Regions from separate parts of the Zea mays genome. Here region 1 is linked to region 2. A link is a contact called in public Hi-C data. All regions are on one chromosome and are shown on one strand. The core of a region is the stretch at or near the end of the contact, and the rest is flanking DNA. Distances in the headings are between cores, read along the strand shown. Region 1 has its middle 54 kb from the start of LOC109946033. Region 2 has its middle 290 kb from the start of LOC109946033.

Region 1 (6,249 bases), core at 1,067-3,566, 230 kb before region 2:
TACAGATCACGACAGAGCTCCACGGGCGCGTGCGCAGAGCGAGAGAGAGCGAGGGAATTCGGATGGGGGCATAACTGGGCGAGGTGAGTGAGTGAGTGGGCGCGGACTCTAGAAAAGGGCTCGGGCGCGGGGGACGTGGCCGGGATACGCACGGTGATGGGCGCGTCCACGACAGCGAGCGCGGGCGGGAGGTTAGGGAAGGGAGCAGTGGCTGACAGGCGGGGTCCACAGACCAGCAAGGGTCAGCGGGCGAACGGACGGTCAGCGCTGACAGGGAGGTCCCACCGAGCAGCGAGCGAGAGCGGGCGCGTGCGCGGACGGATCGGCGCCGATAGGCCGATCCCACTGGGCAGCGGGAGGGAGAGAGGGAGAGGGAGCGCGTGCGCGGTCGTCGCTGACAGGTGGGATCCACCTGTCAGGCGATGCGGGCGCGCGCGGCCTGGCTGAGCTGGATTGGGCCAAATGGGCTGCTTTCGGTTTTTCTTTTTCCTGGGAATTTTTAATGTCTTTTATTTTTATTTTCTCTATGGATTTCAAATCAAATTCAAACCAAGTTTCAAATTCAAACCAATTCAAACATGTGCATCAGTTCAAAGAATAATTTAGGCTCAGCATGATGCAATAAATCATGACTCACATAGTTTTGACAAAATAAATAATTAATCCCTCACTTAATTAACCTAATTCTACTCAAAATGAAGAGAGAGAGACTAGAGAGAAAGAAAAAGGGTAACACCTGAATTTGGTAGGCATTTAGAGAAGAAATTTTATACCCCAAATTCAAGGTGGTACAAACCTATCCCCCTTAAAAAATCTCACCCTCCAAATTTAGGGTTAGCTAGCAAAGAGTTCAGGGTACTTGGCTTTCATATCATATTTTCTTTCCTAGGTTGCTTCTTCCTTTGAGTGATGGCCCCACTTGACTTTGCATGTAACACCCAAAATAACATTTTGGTGATTTAAAGAATTCTCCAAAGTAATTTAAGATAAAATGTCTTCTAGGAATGAATTCCTCCCTTTATAAAATATTTCTTTCCCTAAAAGTGAACAAATAGTATCATTTAAAATTTTGATAGTATTAAAATTCAGTTATTCAAAGATATACTTCGGTCTTGAAACTTGAATTTGAATTTGAAATTTACAAGTGCACATAAAATTTGCAAAGATTCATTTGGGTAAATTATTTTTCATGGGTAGTATATAAGCAATACTCAAATGAATGAAATAATTAAATACAAATAAACTTTGCACCCCATGCAGGAGTTTTTGTATTGTGCATTTAACTCAATTTTGAAAGTCAAAACCCATATTCAAATTGAAATTTGCAAATAGAAAACAGAAATAAAAAGAAAAGGAGAAAGGAGAAAGACTTCGCTGGGCCAAAGAAATCATCTCCTCGGCCCATCTCCACCTTCGCCGCGCCCGCGCGGCCCAGCACACTCACCTGTTCGGTCACCTCTAGGCAGGCCCCACTGACCAGGCCTTCACCCGTGAAGGGGCTCCGCCTCGTCATCTCTGGCTTTCCTCAGCCCAAACGTCTTCCGCCGCTGACGACTGGGACCGGGTCGTCAGCATAATCGGCCGCACCGTGCTCTGCACCCCTCACAGCCATGTGGGCCCTAGTGACCAACACCTTTCTCCCCGGAAACAAATGAGCCGTGTCGCTGTTTCCCTGGCACATGAGCCCTGGTCGTCGGATTTCTTCCTCGTTGGGTCGTGCCCGCAAACAACCTTGGGATGATTGCAAATGACCGGGCGAAGAACACGGGTCTTCCCGACCAAACGCTATCACAGACTCTACCTTGGGGCTATAAATCCGGGCCGCCCCTGACCAACTCCATCATGGCTCATCACGTGGGTGCATCGACGGAGACCCCACTGGTGACGGAATGCATGATAATCCGCCATCACCGATTCACCATTCTACTATCGTCAATACTTTGGCATGTGGGTCAAACAGCTTACCTGTGGCACGGCGAGGGTGGCTGTAGCTTTATTACCAAGTAGGGACCACCAGTGCTCACACAATTTCTCGCCTTCGACCCGATGCCGCCGTGGTGCCGCGTCCCAGTCCGCTCGCCCATGTCATTGATCCCCGGTAAGGATCCGCTCTGTAGTCTTCGCCATATAATTCGCTCTCTATTGCCTGTCGTCGGGTTCATATCAGAGTAGGGAAGGCGTCGGTCTGCCGGCTCACCGGGGTGGGGCCATCGTGGGGTTGCCCGCCGCCGCTCGGTCAGCTGTAGGAAGAAGATGGTGTGGATACCGTTGGATCTAGATGAACGATAGAGATTAGAGGGTTGGGGAGAAAGTTGTGTGATCGCTGATCGCGGAACAGACGCCCCGGATTGATTCACGTATACTGGTTTGGCCAGACCTAACGCGGGCTGTTTGATATGGATCGGACACTCAAAAATCAATTTGGGCGTTATAAAATTGAAGCGTCGGTGAAAGATCCTACGGCTATCATTATATGCCATTTCAGAAAGATCGTGATCTGATCTCGCGCGTCCAACCTTGATCGCGCCGCTCGCATACACCCGTACCTCTTCGACCCGCAATCTTCATAAAGAGCCCCTCTTCTTTCTCTTATTTAACCCGCTGTCCTCTAGCGATGCAAAATTAATTTCGACGGTACCCCAGAATTTTATGAGTCAGCCCCTGCACACTTGGGGTTTTATGCCGCCGTCCAAATAAAACTCTAGAGTAATTAAATAAATCAGAAAAATGGAGTTTTATATAGAAATTAACCCTAAAACTTCATAAATCCATAACTTCTTTGTTTTAGGCCCAAATTGATTCATTCCAGTTGCATTAGATTCACATTAATATTGTCTATCATAAAGTAACCTTATAATACCATTAAGCTGTAAACACCTAATTTGTTAGAGATCATATTAAAAGCAGAAAAGTGTTTTCCTTTATTTATATGAGTGTATCCATTCATTTGTCATCACATGTGAACACCACCTTTTAAAAACAATTAATAAAAATATATGACACTAAATTATGCATCATGCTGGAATTTTTATTATGAGTGCATTTTATGACAATATAAAAATAACATAAAAAAAGAAATATGTTAAAAATCCAAGGTGGAGATTATTCTCTATTATATGATTGGAAGCTTGTCTAAAAGAACTAAAATAAAATAAATACATAAAAATATGTTTTTGCACATCATGCTGAAATTCTATAATGTGTATCTAAATCAAGGGTTTGAACTTCAAACTTGGGTTGATTTGAAATTCAAATAGAAAACAAAATAGAATAAAAAAAGAGAAAAGGAATAGCAACCTGCGCATGGGCCAAATTCTCCCTTGCCCGGCCCACCAGCCTCTTCTCTTTCCCCCCACCTGGCCCGCTCGCGCCATTTCCCCCCCCTCTGCTGTCGAACCGGGCCCACCTGGCAGCCTTCTCCTCTTTCTTTTCTCACTGAGCGCAGGGACCTACCTGTCGGATCCTCCCCCAACCAAGCTCCACGGAAAACCTTCGCCGCTCACGCGAAATCAGTGCGGGTGGTTCAACAAACCATCGCGGATCTCGCGGCTGGCTCTGACTCGGACTTTGGCCGCTACCCTGGGTATAAAACCTGTGCTGCCTCCCCCCTCTCGAAGCCATAGTCGTGCCCTCATCACCCGACGCCGTCGCGGATGTGAAACAGACTTCGCCGCCGTCGGGGGATCTCCGCTCTCGGAGTTGGATCGTGGAGGACCGTAGTCGTCGGAGGAAGCTTTCTGCGCCCGCAATCGGGTGGTGCGAACCGCGGGCGACGGCAATTGCTCGCCGTCTTTTGCATTTCGCCTGGAATCCGCAGCTCGCCGTGGACCAGGGTCTGTGCAGCTCAAAACCTCGGTATGTCGCCTGCTTCGAGTTCCTTACCTTCTGGCTATGGTGTATCATCGTCGAATTTGGTAATAGTTCGTTCGGGGGGGTCGGATAGCCGTCGCCGGTGAGCCTCACCGCGGTGGAGGTGTGATTTGCCGCCATCTGGGCGTAGGTTGGGGATGACCTGCGTGCGCCGTTGGATCACCGTGAACGGCTGGGATTAGAACACGGGGGTACCGATTCGGGTGGTCGGATCGTGCGTCGTCCGATTCCGATCGGTCGGCGGTGAATCAATGTAGGTTATTTAAATCTGAGACGTTGAAGTTCTATCGTGCGGCTCGGATTGGGTACCGCTTCGATCGGGATTGATTTAATCTGCGCCGCCCATTCAAGATCGGGCGGTCAGGATTGCTCCATACCCTTTCGGCTTGGCGATTTTGCAAAAGAGACCCCCTACTATACTAGTATCAACCCGCAGTCCACCTGGTGGGTCGTCTGAGTCTTAGGATTAGTTACACCTAGGCCCCTGAGTTTTCTGAAAATCGAGGCCTAGTCCTGAGCCTGTTGTAAATTGAATAAAATAATTAGAAAATAGATTTTAATATGAAAATAAGTGTTAAAACTTGTTTATTGCATAGAAAATTTATTTTAGCTCCAAATTGAACCATTCCAATTTCTAAAATTTTGTAATAATATTCTCTATCATTTAGTATCACTGTTTTGACATGAACTCAGTTAGAAAATTAATTTCTCATCTAATCCTATTTTAATCACATTAAAACCTTAGGAAATTCATAACTTGAATTCTATAACTCCAAATTTAATGATTCCAGTTCCTGTGATCTTATTTTAATGTCTAGATTATTACTGTGTATTTTATTTACATGCTTGGTGTAATGTTAATTTTGCCTATACAATGTTTGTTTGTTTTGCTACGACTAGAGCGAGGACACGTGTCATCTGAAAAGCAAGTTGGTACCTGGAATCTCAAGTCCCAGGCAAGTTGTGCCCTTGATCACTTCTTTTTACCCACTCATGTTCTAATTAATCATAATGATCTGCATAGGTTAATTTTGATGGGACCCAATAGGTTACCCTAGTTTGATTATCTTTATACCTTGTTTACCACTGAACTTTTTGGGTAGTACTTGCTAGTGCTTTATGTGGTTTTGGGTATGAAGATACATTATTCATGATCACACTTTTATTATCTGTTTATTATCACTGTTCATGATAAGATCATTATGTTAATTGGAACATGGAGCGACCACTCGGGAAAACAGTGCTACCACAAGGGTTTAATGGGACGCCCTTGGCTGATTAATTAGGAAAGCTAGTGGAGGACTACCTTACCCGAAAGGGGCAAGGGCAGTAGGGGAGTGGTCAGTGTAGGGAGGCCCTCGGGAGGATTTTGCTGCGATGGCGGTCCTGCAAGGGATTCCTGCATTGGAGCTTCCTATAAACTGTAGCGGGTTTTCTGAAGCTAGTGGAACTTTGTAAAGGCCTCGTAGTGTTACCCTGCCTCGCCTCCTCGGTAGAGGTGTATGGGAAGTCGCGATCCCTTGGCAGATGGGTAACATGACTTGTGGGTAAAGATGCGCAACCTCTGCAGAGTGTAAAACTGGTATACTAGCCGTGCTCACGGTCAAGAGCAGCTCGGACCCTCACATGATTAAATTATGGAACTTAAATTCAATTTGTCATATGCATTGCATCGCAGGTGATGATGTTACTTTTGTTCTACTACTTAATTGGGTTGGTTTTTACTTATACTTAGTAACTGCTAATAAAATTTTGACCAACTTTAAAAGCGATGCTCGGCTCTAACCATCCTCTTTGGTAAGCCTTACACTTCACGTGAGCTCCCACCTTTGGCGAGTTCATGCACATTATTCCCCACAACTTGTTGAGCGATGAACGTATGTGAGCTCACTCTTGCTGTCTCACACCCCCCACAGGTCAAGAACAGGTACCACAGGATGAGGCGCTTGGAGGATGCTGTGACGAGTTCGTGAGAGGTCTAGGCCGTCGTCTCCCAGTCAACTTTGGGTTGCTGGATCGTTTCCTCATATGATGTAATTATTTAATTATTTTGTATAGAACTCCTGTTATATAGTAAAGATGTGACATTCGATCCTGTGCCACTATGCATCATATGTGTGAGACTTGGTCCCAGCACACCTGGTGTTTATGTTCGCGCCCGGGCTTTGGACCCCTAAAACCCGGGTGTGACAGAAGTGGTATCAGAGGAATGTTGACTGTAGGACGAAACCTAGATAGAACTGGACAACCATTATCTACTTACCTCTGCCACTCTGATCCTTTCTAAACTTACCTCATTCTTTTCGCATCTATTGCTGCTTTACTCTGATTATTCTTACCTTTTTTTTCTTCTAAAGACAAAAGTGGATTTCACACTTT
Region 2 (5,759 bases), core at 523-3,022:
CTCGGTTTGCATCCCGTGCCTATAAATAGATGAACAGTAGCACCGTACTGTTCATGCTGGATTGTTTTCACTCTCGCATCCTCACCTTCGAGCAAGCCGAAGGTATCAATGTAATATTAACATTATTGTTATTCATATATGTTTTGTGGGATGCAAGAATAAATGAATTATTAAGATATAATTATCATACTTGTTCCTTCGCATTCCTATCCTTGTAATTGATGCGATGAAGGTATGTCTTTCTTGACCTTCGTTTAAGGAGCATTATATTCGTAAGGAAATAATGATTCGAAGGACAAAGGTCCTTAATGATTAACAATTGTGTTTCCTTGTTCTTGACTCACATCATTTGAGAACAAGTGACCAACAACGTCGTAACGAGATCGCAGGTTCGAGAACCACTAAATTTGAAGTTACAGATAAAGAGTTATGATTTTCTGAAGATTTAAATGTTGGGTACAAAAGAAATTAAGTGCACAATTTTATCCTAGGTTTCATAACAATATAAAGTTACTAGGTGATAAACAATATTAATATGAGATTAATGCAACTGGAATGGATAAAAAAGAAATTAAGATGAATTAAATATGATATAAACAAGTTTCTAGAATTATTTATATACTAGAAAACATTTTTTATTTTAATTCTGAATTTCTTTAAAGACTCTGGACCGTGGACACTATAAACGCAGAAGGCCAGGGGTTGTTTTATAAAACTCAGGACTCGACTGAAATTAGTTTAACACTAGGAGAGGATTGCAGGTTGATTCAACATTTCCTTAGGGGTTCATATGCAAAATGGTGCATGCGAAGGGGTATCGTCTGACCCCAGCCGTCCGATCTGCTTCCACGGATCAGACTAGATCACACAAATCACAAAACCGGTCAGCCACCTTGACTGCCAGATTGTCGATCGACGACCGATTAGCAACCACACATTGCACCAATCTACACCCTCCATTATCGATCCCATGGCACAGATCAACCCCGTGAAGGGGTAAGCGCACATCAATTTCTGGCCGTCGATTGGAGGATCCACGGTGGTCGCTCCATCTTTCCCCCTGGCGCCCAACCACGACCACGCACAAAACCCGCACGACGGTGGCCATGGCCAAAGCGCGACAACTCAGTGCTCCCAGCGCCTAAACTCGCCACCCATCGGTGCGTCACATATAGCAGGACAAGGCGAACCACAGGAGGCAAGACTCACCGACGATTAAGGCTGTGGAAGTACTGACCACATGCAGGGCGACCCAGCGGTGAGGAAGAAGCTTCGGCGAGAAATTACAGGTCCCCTGGACCGCAATTCCATCAGGTGAAGCCCGGTGCGCCATCCACGCCACATGGAGAAGCTCCAGGGGCTGGTTCCAGGGGTCAGAGCGAGGCGAAGCACGTGATCAACAACGGCGGTAATCCTCTCAGTTTCACCCCAAATTCCACCCATTGCTGGTGGCTTGCTTGGTTTGTCGTTTGAAGAAACCGGACATTGGCGGCCACATATATAGGCGTGAGATGCGTGTCCACGAGTTCGCGCGACGCCAGCGGAATCAGCCCAGATACACGGCGGCGACACGGTGGAACTATTGATGTTTGAGGTCAGCGTGGGAGATGGTCCTGCCTAGGGGGACCCACACGCAGATGAAGTGCGCGCGTCTGCGCCTGCGGATGACCGCCCCCAGGAGGCTGGGCCCATGGGCCAGTGAGGTGATAGAAAGGTGTGAGGATGAGTGGCTGCCACCCGAGCCCCGCATGTCGACGCAAGGATGACTGGATGAGCCAGGCGTGAGACTTGGTGCCCAGCTGTCACTACCCAAACGGGTCCACATGTCGGTGCCATGAGGTGTATGGACTGGGCCGGCGGGAAAGAAGTGGTGCACGGGTCGAAAATGAAGTTTCCAGCCCATTTGGGTTTTATTATCTTTTTCTTTTCTTTTTTGTTTTGTATTTCTTTTCAAATTCCATTTTCAAGGATTCAAACCAAGTTTAAACCCTTGTTTCAAACTTCAGATTTAAAATCCATAATTAAGTCCCAATATGAGTATAACTCTTATTGTTTGCCTTAATATCATTTATTTTACTTCCTATGTTTTACTCATGGAAAGGATTACTAAAAATAACTTATTTCTAGATTTTTTTTAATTTCCCAATTCCACTCTCAATAAGTTCCAACATTAAAACTAATTCCTATAAATATGTGCACAACCAAATAAACTCTAGCATGATGCATTTGTTTTTTTGTATAGATATGTATTTGTTTAATATGCATTTTAGAAGAGTAATATGCCTCAAGGTAAAACTCAGATTCAAATATACTTTTACTAAAATAATAAAGAACTTGCTAAAATTCGTTAAGGCATTATTCAGTGTTTACAGAAGTGAGATAAAAATTTTGTAAGATGAGAATATAGATCATAATATAACATAGAATTGGTCAAGATGACCAACTTTTGAAGTCACACCAAAGGTCAAGGCAAGGGTCTATAGTTCTTAGAGCGACCATCCTAGTCTAGGTTATCGGTCCTACAGTCAGCAAGGCTTTGATACCACTTATGTGACACCCGGTTTTAGAAGGCAAATCGAATGCAAACTATGTACGTGCTAGGATCAGACACTCACATACACAACGATTATATAATTGGACATCATCACACATTACTGAAAGTAAATAGCGGAAAGGTACTTTATTACATCAAGATGTCCAAGACATCCACATAGTCATTAACATAACATTGTCGTTAATATCATCAAAGTGTGGAAAAGCGAACGTAGCAGATAAGGCCTTCACGGGCAGCTAACTATGGCGGTTTTCCACTAACATAACTAGAACTCGTCGTAGTTTTGGAACTCCTCAAAGTCCTCCATGTTGTCTGCATCTCCTCCTAAGCCCTAAATATAGTGGAGACAACCTGGGGTGGGTGTGTTTTAAAAGCAAGGGTGAGTACACATCAACGTACTCAGCAAATGTCCCATTTGGCTAAAGTGGACTGGTTGTATGTGGAGTTAAGGTTAAGCAGTTGCTTTTAGTTGGTCAAGTATTTATTACTAATAGTAGAGCCAAATTTTAGTAATAAACTCATTTATTACCTGAATGTAATCCCTCCAAGAGGAAATACCAGAGATCATAATTATAACCATTGTCATTAATTATCATCATAAAAGTATCCAAAGTTCTTCTAATCAAAGAGGATCCCAAGGCTGCTCTTAACCATGAGCACGACTTATATATCAGTTTCTAACACTTTGCAGAGGTTGCACACTTTACACACGAGTCGTGATTCCCTTTCTGCCCAGAGAGCGCTACTCCCCATTGACCACTACCTAGGTGGCCTGGCTGGGTATCACTACGTAGCCTTTACAAAGACTCTCCTGGTGCATAGCTGCTCGTTAGGTTTCGCCAGTCGTACAAACACAGTACACCTACCTATGGTGGGTGACGAACAAAACCAAATCGAATGAACCTCGACACCCACCCTTAGCAGAGCGAGCACTATGCCCCAGCCCCCATTGATGGCCCTCCGGCAAAGCCAACTACACCCCAGGTTCATCTAATTATTCAGCTAAGGGCGTCCCATTCACCCTCATGGTTGCACTGTTATCCTGTGTGATCACTCAACGAACAGGTCCTTACGGAGAGGTACTCATGAAACAACCTGAGTCCCCTAAATATCACAAGATCGTCATTGGGATAATCATCGTATCATAAATATTCACATCATGTTCATTGATTAAGTTAAAGCAATAGCATAAAGCTAACCATAATAACCCAAAAAGGTAAACAAGGATAAGATAAATACAGACTAGTCAATCCTTAGGTTTCAATAAAGTAATGTGGGACGGTGAATTATAAAGAAAGTAGGACATAATTGGTTAGAGGACACTTGCCTTCACCAGGTTGCTGCTCAGGAAGGTCTTCGGCAACACACTCAGGAACCACGGGCTGCTCGTCGTCTAAATAAAGCAATCATGCATTCAATACATTTGGATAAAGACAAATGAACAACACACCAATCATGTACAAACAAGTGAACACATCTCACAAGAACAACATAAACTTAAGAGGTAGTTTAGGTTATAGGATGAACTAACACATTTAGAAGTTTGTTGTTCTCTAAGTGTTGTCTATCTCTATGATTACATAGTTTTAATTCCACTTATTTTAATGAGACACAAAAGCTATACCAGGGATAAATCCACACATTACATATTATTAGTCTCACAAGGTTAAACATCTTGTTGGGGGCCTTCCTCTTCCGAAGGTCCTAAAAAATGTGACTAACCATATGTTTTCAGCATGAATATGAATAGTTACAGGAAGCTTCGGCTTTGGGATGAAGAACTTCTCTTATGACGAAATGAAGGGAGATAAAGAGTGGGCGGCGAAGCTAAAATCCAAGGACCTTCGACTAAATATTGACGAAGCTCAAGCATGACGATGACTGAAAGGGGCTAAAGACCTTATAGTCCTCAATAATTCATGTTAGGACTATAGGCAGTTACCAGGGATATAAATGTACTTTTATTCAGGTTGCGTCCCATGCATATAAATAGATGAACAGTAACACCGTACTGTTCACGCTAGATTGCAATCACTCGTGCCATTCTCGCATCCTCACCTTCTGGCAAGCCGAAGGTATTAATGTAATATGAATATTATTGATGCTTATTCATGTTTATGGAATACAAGAATAAATAGATTGATGATATATAATTGATGTTATCCGTATTCCTTTGTATTCCTTAACCTTCTTCTTTACATTTTTATTTGTATATTGAAATGATGAAGGTATGTCCTTCATAACCTTCGTCTGAAGATCATCATATCTGAGAGGGAATAATGCTTCGAAGGACGAAGGTCTTTAATCATTAACAATTGTGTTGCCTTGTTCTTGATCTATAGCATTTGAGAACAAGTGACCAAGACATCTAATTACCATTAGGGTTTCCTTTCTATTTATCTTATTAAGTAAAATAAACTATTACAGAAACTAACCTATAGCCTAGGCATAAAATTATGATGTGCAGACAGTGAATGATCATAATTTATTTGGACAAAGAATAATTCTATGAACATTTTGCAATTTGAATCACTCAATTTGGATTTCATATGCAAAAAGATATGAAATAAACATGTTTTGAGGTTTAAAATACAAAATTAGGCCTAAATATGTGATTAAAAAAAGTCCAAGGTTCAATCTGCAAGATTACAGGGGTCTGTGCGCGAAAACTAGGGACGGCGGGTTCATTTCTAAAAAGTCGAGGGTCTCATTAACAATTTTACCACGCCAAAGGGTATCGGGCGTTCTCAGCCATCCGACCTCAGATCGACGGCCGAGAACAGATCCCACGGGCGAGCGTGCGGGCGCGCACTAACTAGTGGGCCAAGGCAGTCAGCAACCAAGGGATAACGGGGCTGACAGGCCAGGACCAGTGGTAGGGGCACAAGTGAGGGGGAAATCAGAGAGGTCGGATCTCTAGTGGGCGGTTGGGATTAGATTTGGTCTGATTAGATCTGGGCCATCCGATCTTAGACGAACGCCTGGGATCTAATGGCTAGCTCAGGCCAGGTCCCTTGGCTGCCAGCGGTGGTGCCACTCGCGTCCATGACAAAGGCCCGTCGGATACGACGCCGGGAAGGGCTCAGGGAGGTTCAGTGGAGTATGGCGAACATGACCATGGGCACAACAACGAAACAAGGGCATTAGAGAGCGCGGACCGCGGCGGAGTGGCCCAACGGCAGCGTGGACTTGCTCCGGCAAGCAA

What was found. Hi-C and Micro-C count contacts between places; a contact is called where the count stands out from the background.
Region 1: a Hi-C map of bundle sheath shows a contact between it and region 2, with 3 times the contacts expected there. The contact joins two enhancer-like sites. A contact is called at or near these places in 2 of 25 Hi-C or Micro-C datasets (bundle sheath and endosperm).

What each region holds. Positions count from the first base shown.
Region 1 is chr4:99,074,543-99,080,791 of Zm-B73-REFERENCE-NAM-5.0, reverse strand. No RefSeq gene overlaps it. Among protein-coding and RNA genes, the nearest start is that of LOC109946033, 54 kb to the left of the region's middle. Within about 2 kb of position 2,316, at least 17 of the 20 cell types and tissues checked have an H3K27ac peak or open chromatin away from gene starts, as enhancers often do. A contact at or near this core is called in bundle sheath, where this site is marked.
Region 2 is chr4:98,839,519-98,845,277 of Zm-B73-REFERENCE-NAM-5.0, reverse strand. No RefSeq gene overlaps it. Among protein-coding and RNA genes, the nearest start is that of LOC109946033, 290 kb to the left of the region's middle. Within about 2 kb of position 1,772, at least 17 of the 20 cell types and tissues checked have an H3K27ac peak or open chromatin away from gene starts, as enhancers often do. A contact at or near this core is called in bundle sheath, where this site is marked.